Regions from separate parts of the Zea mays genome. Here all the other regions are linked to region 1. Evidence: chromatin contacts called from public Hi-C data. All regions are on one chromosome and are shown on one strand. The core of a region is the stretch at or near the end of the contact, and the rest is flanking DNA. Distances in the headings are between cores, read along the strand shown. Region 1 holds the start of LOC103626987 (transcription factor GTE4). Region 2 has its middle 20 kb from the start of LOC100273354. Region 3 holds the start of LOC100273354.

Region 1 (4,275 bases), core at 1,562-4,061:
GTGAGTATGCTTTGCGTATGGAATACAAGGTTGCTCTCCAAAGCGTAGAGAGTTGAGGTGGATGGTAGAATAGTAATGGGGTCGATCGTTCTGAAGGGGTGCCCCCTAGGCCTTATATATCCGACCGTGAGGCAGTACATGTGGATATGCACCTAAAAGGTAGTGAACCGTTTTTGTCTATCTTCCTATGATTCTGTCGACTTATCCTCGCCTGGTTACGTCGTTCAGGGCTCCAGCGCGGGAAAGTCGGACCTTCTGTTGCGGTCGCTTGCTCGTCGCTGTGGGGCCGTCCGGGTTTGCGCCTACCCGGCCTTACATCAACCTGCTTTACTGATTGTCCCTCCCTAGGCCCACGAAGGAATGGCCTTACGATTTATCGGGCCCTTGGGCCTCTCGTGAGGTCTTTTACCCTTCCAGTGGACCCGGGGGATATCTGTCCCCCACAACGTTCTACCAAAGAACATGTACGAGGCACAGAAACTCCTTCGTGCACTCAAGATGATGTATGAGCAGACACATGCTTGTCTAAAGGGCTACATCCTATTTAGGAAAGAATACATGGAGGCAAAGTATTGTTCGAAGTGTAAATTGCCTAGGTTCATGGAGGTAGACTATGGTGATGGATAGAAGAGGCAACTTGACATCCCCGTGACAATGCTACACCACCTTCCGTTCATACCGAGGATCCAGTGGCTATACATGACCGAGGAATCCGCGGAACAGATGACATGACACAAATATGGCAAATGATACAATCCTGACAAGATGGTACATGCATCCTATGGTGAAGCATGGACCCACTTTGATCACTTTGATGCCATTCACCATGAGAAAGTTGAATAGGCTCGTATTGTACGTGTTTCCCTGGCCACAAATGGGTTCAATCCTTATGGACTGATGGCTGCCCCATACACATGTTGGCATGTGTTCGTTATGCCCCTCAATCTCTCCCCTAGGTGTATGCTTTCAATGACATAACTTGTTCTTGTTGTTGATAATTCCTGGACACCTGAGAAATAAAATGGGTGTGTACATGAAGCCTGTGATTGATGAATTGGTCTATGCTTGGAAGGAAGGGGTATGGACATACAACCGAGCTACAAAGAAAAATCTCAAAATGCATGTTTGGTACCAGTACTCCATGCATGACTTCCTGACGTATGTGTTATTCTCTGCCTCGTGTCTTCACGGTAAGTTCTCATGCCCAGTTTGCAAGGAAGCTCTTAGGTGCAACTTGTTGAAGAAGGGTGGAAAATATTCGTCATTTGATAAACATCTACAATTTCTCCCTCCTGACCATGCATTCAGACTAGACATTAAGAACTTTACGAAAGGTGTCGTAGTGACAGACCACCCACCTGCAATGATGACTGGTGCCAAAGTTCGTCAATAGATAGATGGTCTTGTGGTCAATGGGTTTGTGGGATATGATGAGCAACATATGTGGACCCATAAGTTGGGCTTGATTCGGCTCCCCTATTATGATGACCTTCTCCTTCCACACAATATTGATGTGATGCACACTGAAAAGAATGTTGTCGAAGCACTTTGTGCAATAATCATGGACATTTATGATAAGTCAAAGGATAACATAAAGGCAAGAGTGGATCTGACAGCATTATGTGATAGACCAAACCAAGAGATGAAGCCAGTAGTGGAAAGACATTGAGAAGGCCTAAGGTCGATTTCGTCCTGAGCAAATCCCAGAGGAGGGAAGTACAAGAGTGGATCAAGATGTTAATGTTCCCTGATGTGTATGTAGCTAACATGAGTAGGGGGTGAATTTATCTACTATGTGAGTCTTATGGATGAAGAGTCGTGACTACCACATATGGATTGAACGATTTCTTCCGGCGATGGTTTGATGCTATATCACTAATCATTTATGGCTAGTGCTTGCAGAATTGAGCTATTTCTTTCTGCCAGTTTTGTGCAGAGGAGTTATCTCGGACCATGATTGCAAACTTGGAAAGAATGGCAATCGTGTTACTATGTAAGTTAGAAAAGATCTTTCCACTTGGCTTCTTCAATCTGATGCAACATTTGATTCTGCATCTCCTGTATGAGGCATGAATGGGGGCGTGGAGGGACGTTAGTGCTATCCGTTTGAGAGATGTCTAAAGACTATTCGAAAGAAATGTAGAAATAAATGCAAGATCAAGGCTTCCGTTGCAGAAGCATACATACTAGAGGAGGTGTCAAACTCCACAACAACTTACGACGGTGATAAACTCTTGAGTGTGCATAATTCACCCCTCGTTGCAATGATAGCGAAAATGAATCGAACCTCAGCATTTTTCGAGGGCAACATGGAAGGGCAAGTGGTTTGACCACTAAGACCTTGAGACATGAAGAGTGGTGCCATATATGTTGACCAACCTTGACGAGGTAACGTCATACATGTAAGAATTTCTTGATGAATTCTAGCATCGATCAAGGGATCCAACTTCACAAGATTATGATACCCTTCTTATATAGGGTGCGGAAAATGAATTGTCTGACTTTAATTTCTAGTTCAAACAGAAGGTACCATCCTATCTAGCTCGTACTTAGTTTGTCATTTGAAGTTTCTCTTACGTGATAATAATATAACAACCTAGCAACTTGTAGGGCCAAAAAAATCTATCTATTAATGATGAATTTGGACAAGTAGCAAATGACTTTGTCTATAGGGTCAGCCGGTCAGGACATTTTCTAGGTACGATGTTAATGGATACATAAATTTTGACGAAATTTATTTTCCGGACAGTACCGAGAAAGTTTTTTTTAAAATCCACTGAATTTCGTCCGGGAAAGTACCTCGGATGTCCAGGCAAGCCAATTCTAACGACCAGGATTACACGAGCGCCCTCGCCAGCACCCGTCTTTGCGACGTCGGCTCAGCTGCAGTCCTCCCCAGAAAAGCAGAGACGCGTCCGACCTCCGACGCTGCCACCAACCTCTTCCCCCAGCCACGCTCCACCGCGCCATAGCCGCAGGAAAATATCAAATCGGAGCCGCGATGCACCACAGAAAAAAATTCCCTAGGGTTTCCAAGCAAAAGCCCTCCTGAATTCTCCAATTCCGCGCCTTCCCCCGCTTCGTGGGCCTCGGATTTAGGGTTTATGCATGGCTTCCGACCCTCCCGGCGACGGCGCCGGCGGGGAAGAGCCGACGCCGGGCCCTGCCCCCGCCGTGGAGGTGCTTGCTGCTCCCGCCGTTCCGCTCAGGCCGCGCTGGGCCACGGAGATCAAGGTCTACACCCGTAAGCACCCCCGCAAAACCCCTAAACCTCCTCCAGAACCAGCTCCCGCCCCCGCCTCCGTCCCTGCCCCTGCCCTTGCTCCTGCCCCGGCCCCGAATCCCCTTTCCGAAACCTTATCCTCGATTCGTCGCTCCATCCGCCGCGCGGACACGGTTGGCGCTGCGGCGCGGCCCGATCCGGCAGCGCCGGCCTCGGTTCCCGCCCGGGGGCCACCTGGGGAACGCGGTGCCGCCTCGGGGGACCCCTCATCTGAGGTGAACCGTGTCGGCGGCGGTATTTCTAACGGCCACGGCGACGACCGGGCGGCGGCCGCGGCTGAGAAGTCTGAGAAAGCACGGAAACGCAGGGTGAGGAGTGAGTTGCGGCGCCGACTGGCGGGGGAGCTCGACCAGGTCCGCGTGCTCTCCAAGCGGCTGAAGGAGGCTGCCGAGGCCCTGGCGCAGCAGGAGGCTTCTGAGCCTGCGCCTTTGCCCATGGTGGTGCTGCCAACACAGCAGCAGGTGGTGGATGCTGGGTATGTGCAACTGCAGTTCTCAGCTGGTGATATGGCGGTGCCCATGTCTGCTCAGATTGCAGCTGCTGTTACTCCTGCCCGTTCCATGCTGCAGCGCAGACCACTAACCGTGTCGGTTGTTCATAATGAAGCCTTTGAGAAGGTGAAGCGGACGCCAAAGGCCAATCAATTGTACCAAAATTCGGAGTTCTTGCTTGCCAAGGATAGGATCCCTCCCTCAGATTCACATGTGCGCAAGAAATCTAAGCACCACAAGAAGAAGCATAGGTCCCTAGAATCTCGTGGCGCAGACTTTGATGCTGAGCGGCGGCTGTACTCTCATGCGTTCAAGAAGTCCTCGTCACTTCTAAGCCGTTTAATGAAGCACAAGTTTGGGTGGGTGTTTAATAAGCCTGTTGATCCAGTTGCACTTGGTTTGCATGATTATTTTACTATTATCAAGCACCCAATGGATCTTGGCACGATAAGGGGACGGCTTAGCCGCGGACAGTACAGGAACCCGAAGGAGTTTGCTGAG
Region 2 (3,775 bases), core at 658-3,157, 210 kb before region 1:
CTCCCAAAACCTAATTTGTTCACCATTTCTAAGGGTAAAAACACCAAGGCTAAATAAAACATCCTTAACTTTCATGAGCCCGGACCAAAAGTGTGAGTCGCCAGGTTTATGCGAAACTTTAGATGAGACCTCCTAGATAGAAATTCTAGGAACTGGAATTTAGTTTTAAAAATTTAGGAGGGTGACTAAAGAAACTAAACACCCCCAGATTGATAACTAATTCTATCAGCCTTCCTCAATCTAGACTTGTCTTATCAACAAGCTCAGATTGCTTGCTCCTAAATTCCACAAACTTCCATTTGTGCTTAGATTCTCCAACAAGAAGTTGAGTACTAAAATTATAATAGAACATGATTTCAAGAGTTTAGGGCCAAAAACATTTGCAGCTCAAATAGTCGAGTCTTATATCATGTTATTAGGAAATAGATCATGTTATTTAGAAAATAAAAGATTGGGAATAATATACAAAACAAGGATAGGGCTCTAACATATGGGATCCAATATTTAGGACCAGAGAGGCCAAGACCTATAATTAATTGATGAATTTGTGAAATAGGATCTTTGTTTGAGCAAGTTTTTGGTGTTAGAGTCATATATTTTAAAATACAATTCCATTTAGGATTACTGTTGGAGATGTTGTAAGGGTTCCATTTGTGTGAGAATTAATTAGGCCTGGCTCTGAACCATGGCCACAAGAGCGACAGCCAGGGGCCCACGATGGAGGGGGCCAGCCACCGAGACCAATTTACGTATACGAGGATCTGAAGCGCAGTCTGCCGGCTACCGTTCTCCCTCACTCGTTTGACTCCCTTTGCTCGTGCGTTGTTTGATGTTTTGCGACTTCGCCTCTACTTCTTCCTCTACGACTTTGCCTCCTACTATCTTGCATTTGTTCCTCAGTACTCAGATCGATTGTGTGCAATTAGAAAGTAGTGCCCATAGACTAGCAAAGACATTGGATTTAATTTCGAATAATCAATTAATCATTGTAGTTTATCTTAATGTGTTTTTAGTTTACAATATCAAATTTATTTATAAGAATGAAGTGTATAACTAGTTATCTACTTCATTGCTTGTTAGGCAACAAATGAATAAATACTTTAAGTCTAAGGGGCCTATTGGGTACTGATAGGTGGACCCGAACACTCAAAGGTGGAAAGGAGGGCACAATGCACAACAAAACGTTAGGTAGGAAACTGTAGCGTCTCGTTATGCGTGTCCCATTTAGCTACATGACGGGGGTATTTATAGGGCAACCTAGGATAGGTGGTATAAAGTATGTTCATACCCTTGGTTACTAACTACAATTTCACAATATTTCGTGTAACAGGGTAATTACAACACCACAACCCCCTTTAATGGTGTGCACTCATAGTTATACCCACTAGTTACAATGACATGTGGGCCCTCCAAGGAGCCTGCTCTAGACTAGCAATTTGGATGGGTCACATTCCCTGAAGCTTTCATTGTCATCCGGGGAGCCTTCACGCCTTGATGCCCTTCGGGCTTTTTGGGAGAGTAGCTTGTGCTGAAGGCCATTGAGTCATGCTCAGCGAAGTCCTTAGTTTTGATACTTGTCCCGTGCTTGGTCCTTCGCTTGGGTGCCTGTCCTCATCACAGTCGGTCGTTAGCTATTGGATTGGAGGCTCCATCAAAATCGCTAAGAGGCGAAGGCTCCGGTTGTTTGTGGTCATGTACAATTATGGTTAGTCAAGACGAGGGGCAAACCTTCACGTTGCTGATCGAGGACTGGTTCGACCACCACTCCAATAGCAGCCCCTGAGGGAATGGTTCATCGTGAAGGGCCAATCCCGAAGTCCTTCATTTGATGGGGACAAGTGCTGCCCTCGATCATTTGGTGAATCACCTCGGGGGGCCGCTGGATGTGACCGTTAAAAAAAAATCAATGGTTGTATTGTTAGCCACTGGGATTTGACTATAAATGCCCGCTTGCGCGGTCCCAAGGCTAGGCTACCGCGGTGTCGTTTTTGAAGCCACTATTAGTTGCGCTGCTGGCGGAGAGAACGATGTCGATCTCCTCCACATTGACATGCCTAAAAACCGCCAGTCATCATTGTCCTCAGTACACAGTCATGCCTCCTCTTCCAAGTGGTGGTAGTATGGTGACGCCGCCGCCGCCGTTGCCGAGCAGCGGGATAACTCCTACTACTCCAGCGGTCGAGTCAGGTGCCGCTTTGTCTTTCGCTAGGGTTGGTCGTTGTGGTGGGCTAGGCCCTAAAAACTATGAGTTGGGTGGGCCAAAAACCTCGTTGTAGAGAGTTAAGGAGATGATGATATCATTGGGGCACTTTCCTACTGGTTATGGCCAGGCCACAGGAGCAGAAACCACACCACGACCGAAAGGCGAGGTCATGGTCTTCGAGAGACTTTTTGCTGTCGGAACTCGCTTGCCATGCCACGAGTTTCTACTTGGGGTGCTTGAAAAATACAAGGTTCGACTTCACCAATTGACACTGAATGCTATAGTGGCTTTGAGCAAGTTTGTTTATGCGACGACCACCTTCGATGGAGCTCTCCATCAGTTGAGGTCTTCGCTAAACGCTATTGCATGCATTGATAGGAAAGGGTTATGGATGGGGTTGTTGATCAGTTCGAGTGCTTTACGTTTACCCGAAGGCGGGCGAGACCAAGAAGAAGGTGGTTGAGTTAGCCCCCTATACAAAGAACAAGTGAGGGTGGACGGAGAGCTAGTTTTATGTGCGCTATCAGGAGGGCAAGTCATGGCCTCAGCCAAGCATTATGTCTTCATTTTAGTTTGAGGCTTTTTGGTGCTATGTAGTTGCAGAGAGGGATCGCGATGATCAGGCCTTCAATTTTGCTGTGGTTACTTGTAGTGGCAGGGACTTGGTTGAAGAGTACCTAGCTTGCGGGATTTGGCCATTGGGCCGTGGGTGGTTTGTTGGACCAATTGTGCGAAGAGACTTTGCTGGTTTTTTGAAACAAATTTTAAGTCATGCTTTTGTTGTGGATCTGGGTGATCGTTCATGGGACATTTTTGTAGCAGAGACAGACAAAGAGGCAGAAGACCTGGTTGGTCCTATTATAGAGCATGAGGTGGATAAGGGTATCGAGCCGCGTCCACTTGAATCGTGTGTTTAGACAGATTGGGCTTGCATATGAATGACACAAAGGTGCGCCCGAAGAGGCGGAGGACGCCAACGAGTGTATTTGCACTGTCTTAGACATCAACAAAGACTCCGCAAGCCATCTCAAGGGAGATGGACGTGGGGGCCTCCTCCGCAACCTTCACCCTTGAAATGGCAGAGACATGCAAACCAACTGGCTCAGTGCTCGACGCGGAGGCTAGACCTATGGAGGACTTCATCGAGCAAATGATCGGGGGTATGTTGGGAAAGGAGTTAATTCCAATGAGGGTTGGCTCAGGGAGCGCTAAGCGATGGGTTGTGCGTAGGGCTGGACGAAATACTCGTGGCTCGATAACTCGCTCGACTCGGCTCGTTAGTAGCTCGGCTCGACTCGGCTCGTTTTAATTTTGTAGCGAGCCAAGCTAGCATTCTAGCTCGGTTCTCTAATGAGTCAGCTCGGTTTAGCTCGTGAGCTAGCTCGCGAGCCAAACGAGCTAAGCCACAACACAAGTTTATCTAGTCGTTGATGTCGTCTCATCTCTCATAGTCTTGTTTTTTCGTAGTTCTGATCTGTGATATGGACATGTGTGGATGTGTCATGTGCTTAAATATTTGCATTATTGTATTGCTACATACCTACATTGCATATTTAATATTTGGTTATTGGT
Region 3 (3,887 bases), core at 434-2,933, 230 kb before region 1:
GTAACGACCTCCTCCAATTTTTGCGTATGCATGCGACTGTTGTTTGAGCTCATACTTGGATTTTTCATTAATTATGATGTATGGTGTAGGTATTTATGCGACTTTCTTTAGCGATTTACGTTTTGTGTGATATTAGCCATCTAATTTTTGTGTGTATGATGTGGGAACGAAAATGTCGTTTAAAAATTGTGCGCATGCAATGGATACTCCCATGACTTGACACAATTTTCGGATCAGCATAAAAATAGGAACCACATGCATGTGCATAGTGGTTGCCATATTTTTTCAGATCTACCATAAAAATAGGACCGCATGCATGTGTATGGTGGGGAACGCGCCAAAATGTATGTTCTTGGTGGAGGGACGACATGCAATCGCGTATATATTTTTATGACACTTTGTATGCATATCTATGCCAACATCAAGAGGTTTTCAACAACTTTCTTATTGGATCAGTATTTATGCTCGTAATTATGGATTTTTATGCTCAAAACTAAAGATTTTTATGCTCGAACTGGAGATGCATCCACCAGTGAACCGCATGTCAGATTTTTACGATGTATCACATTGCATAAATACCTAAACAATGTACCATAATTAGTATCAATATATATCATAAACTGGTTTCAACAAGCCTAACTACATTGTTGTTGGAGCGATCCTATATTTATGGAGGAAATAAAGCATGCATGCTAATTCATTTCCTTTCATTGCACATTACTACTATTTTAAATTTGTGCGAATGCAGCAAGAAACAGATTTTTTACGCAGTGTACCGAATTGTATAAATACATACACTGTGTAGCATAATTAGCATCATTATATTTCATAAACTGGTTGTAACGAGCCTAGTTGCATGGTTGTTGGAGCGATCCTATATTTATGGAGCCATCTACTTTTTGCATGCATGCTGTGAAAACGAAAATGACATCTAAATTTTGCGCACATGTAATGTAAACTCACACTGTCTGTCATAATTATCGGACCTACCATATAAATAGAATCTGCATGCATGTGCTTGGACGTGGTCTAGTGGCTGGATGAGGTTTTTATGGAATCTCTATAAACAATTTACGCTATTTCTGTAAATTATTTATGCTATTTGCGAAAAAAACAGAACCGCAATTAATCACGTGCAACCCACGAGGGGTTGGGTGTTGGACCGATGATTTGACTGATGCGCATAGGGAGGTTTGACCTGTTGCATAGCAGGGGACGCGCTTTCGATCGCATGCACCTAGTTGTTGGATGTGTCCCGGGAGCTGCTGGGGCTTTATATAACTATTGAAAGTTGGGCTCACAATATACTTACCCTATGTATAGTTTATATAATTTATATTTATAGTCCGTTTGACATAGTTTTACCATAGCTTTATAAGTTGTTTAAAGATACTTTTTGTCAAATAAATAAATCTTTTGTAAATAGCTTTATAATGGAAGCAACTTAAATCATGTTCTCTTACAGGAACGAGATAGATGAAGCTCAAATAACAGTTTTTTCTTTTTTTTATATAATTTCCATCGCACTTGTGAATTTTCTATGGAATGAAAGCATGTAAAAAAATTCTGGTAAAGGTGGTCCTAGAGATAATGGTAAAGAAAAAAAACTCAATCGTCGGTGAAGCTGAGGTAACTGATCTCGAATGAGTACCGATAAATGGCGCTAGAAGCAGAGCGCGCGTGTGTGCCACAGCCCACAGCCTTGAACATGTGGTGCTCGCAGGCCGGTCGCTTCGCCTCAACCAATCACCGGCAGCCTCCCGCGCCACCCGGCGCAAAGATAAAGTTAGGCTCGGCACCGGGGGCTCATCCGCAAGCCTGTGGACGCGAGTGAGTGAACACCAGCCGTATTGTCCCGACTCCTGACCCCTACCGATCCTCGCCTGCTGCAGCCATGGCGACCTCCGCGGCGCTCTCCACCGCCGCCAATCCCACCCAGGTGAGCCAGCAACTTCCTTCTTCCGCCGCGGGGCGCCTCTCTCACCTGGCCTTGACCCTTGTCTCGTGTCAGTTTGGCCGTGGGGAAACAGAGTCTCTGCCCATGGCGTTGCTAGTCTTCATCAGCGTGTTCGATCTTGCTCACCAAAGATAAATCTGAATCGCGCGAATAATACGCATGCTTTATTTGTATGTGCTGCCCGTGCCTGCAATGTCAGCTCTACCGGTCCCGCGCTTCGCTGGGCAAGCCGGTGAAGGGGCTTGGCCTGAGCATGGGCCGCGAGCGCGCCCAGCGGAGCATTGTGTGCCAGGCGGCGAGCAGCATCTCCGCCGACCGCGTCCCCGACATGGAGAAGCGGAAGCTGATGAACCTCCTCCTCCTCGGCGCCATCTCGTTGCCCACCGTCGGCATGGTCGTCCCCTACGGCGCCTTCTTCGTCCCTGCCGGGTGAGTCGTCTCGCTACCTAGCGGCTCGCTGTACATACGTGTTAGCTGCCAGCCAGCACTTAACGGAAAGTACCTCGTCCTGTTGATCTTGCACGCAGCTCCGGGAACGCCGGCGGCGGGACCTACGCGAAGGACAAGCTGGGCAACGACATCACGGTGGAGGCGTGGCTCAACACGCACGGTCCCAACGACCGCACGCTCGCGCAGGGGCTCAAGGTCAGTCACCCCACCGCCATCGTCGTCGTCACCTGCAGCTGCAGGCATGTCTGTCGTGCTGATGCTGACGGCCGGCGTGTTTGTGCGCGCCGCCGCGCGTGCAGGGTGACCCCACGTACCTGGTGGTGGAGCAGGACAAGACGCTGGCCACCTACGGGATCAACGCCGTGTGCACTCACCTCGGCTGCGTCGTGCCGTGGAACGGCGCTGAGAACAAGTTCATCTGCCCCTGCCACGGATCCCAGTACAACAACCAGGGCAAGGTGGTCCGTGGACCGGCGCCTCTGGTAAAAACAAACGCACGCTAGCTGGGGCGATATCTTCCTTATTGGAACGAATTGTTGATCTGCTTGGTATGCATTAATATTGCGCGTTCTTGTATTAACAGTCGCTGGCCCTGGTTCACGCCGACGTCGACGACGGCAAGGTCCTCTTCGTCCCGTGGGTGGAGACCGACTTCAGGACCGGCGAGGACCCATGGTGGAAGGCATGAGGATGATCCGGAACCAGCGGTGCTCAGTGCTCACACATGAGACCTATGTATGCCTCCGTTCCTTGTGATGAGGAAATAGGCTTGCGTTCGTTCTCCGTGGGCGTTGTTCCTACAAATTCACTTGCTCTTTGTCTCTCTCTATATATACACACTGTATAAAACAAGAACACCTGTTTATCATCTCTTCTTATATAACCTTTTGAACACTGTGAAATCTGCGAGAATGGAAAGACTTTCAATACTACCAGGGTAGGCGAGCTACGCTGCGTCAGGTTTTGGTAGCCGTCTTACGCCTAGGTTCTCCAATAATCTCCTTCGATCCATATCGAAATTAGAGGGGACATCCTCCAATTCTCTTCAATCCACCTCGAATAACAGGCCCTTACACTGCTAGATGCAAATTGCATTGTGTGACAGAGCAGGTAATATAATGTTGAAATGTTTGTTCCTTATCCTCAATTTAGACTCTCCACGGTCCTTATACCTAAAACATAAATAGCAGCACCAGCAGTAACAACAATAACAACATAGCCTTTTGTCCCAAACAATTAGGGTAGACCAGAGACGAAACCCAAAAGAAATAAGAATAGAAAGAAAAACCTAAACCATCTCAACCGATGTTGATATAATTTCTCCTAATTGGTGCCAATGACACTATCTTAGAATATCTTCGTTTCAGACTCTATCCCTCTTGTGTGCCCACAAAACCAATGTAACATGTGCACCTCTTCACTCAATTGTTGGACATGTCCCCTTTTTATCGGCCAACATTCAACATCATACACCATAGCC

The links. Hi-C and Micro-C count contacts between places; a contact is called where the count stands out from the background.
Region 2: a contact with region 1 is called in a Hi-C map of leaf, with 6 times the contacts expected there. The contact joins the enhancer-like site here to the promoter of LOC103626987 in region 1. A contact is called at or near these places in 5 of 25 Hi-C or Micro-C datasets (ear, leaf, seedling and 1 more).
Region 3: a contact with region 1 is called in a Hi-C map of leaf, with 5 times the contacts expected there. The contact joins the promoter of LOC100273354 here to the promoter of LOC103626987 in region 1. A contact is called at or near these places in 2 of 25 Hi-C or Micro-C datasets (endosperm and leaf).

What each region holds. Positions count from the first base shown.
Region 1 is chr5:145,216,799-145,221,073 of Zm-B73-REFERENCE-NAM-5.0, reverse strand. LOC103626987 (transcription factor GTE4) reads left to right here and starts at 2,811. Exons shown (of 5, transcript XM_008647345.4): 1 at 2,811-4,275. The coding sequence starts at 3,109.
Region 2 is chr5:145,421,598-145,425,372 of Zm-B73-REFERENCE-NAM-5.0, reverse strand. No RefSeq gene overlaps it. Among protein-coding and RNA genes, the nearest start is that of LOC100273354, 20 kb to the left of the region's middle. Within about 2 kb of position 1,907, at least 7 of the 20 cell types and tissues checked have an H3K27ac peak or open chromatin away from gene starts, as enhancers often do. A contact at or near this core is called in leaf, where this site is marked.
Region 3 is chr5:145,441,412-145,445,298 of Zm-B73-REFERENCE-NAM-5.0, reverse strand. It overlaps LOC100273354, which reads left to right and starts at 1,683. Exons shown (of 5, transcript NM_001147793.2): 1 at 1,683-1,939; 2 at 2,157-2,386; 3 at 2,485-2,602; 4 at 2,707-2,889; 5 at 2,991-3,343. The coding sequence starts at 1,895. The coding sequence ends at 3,095.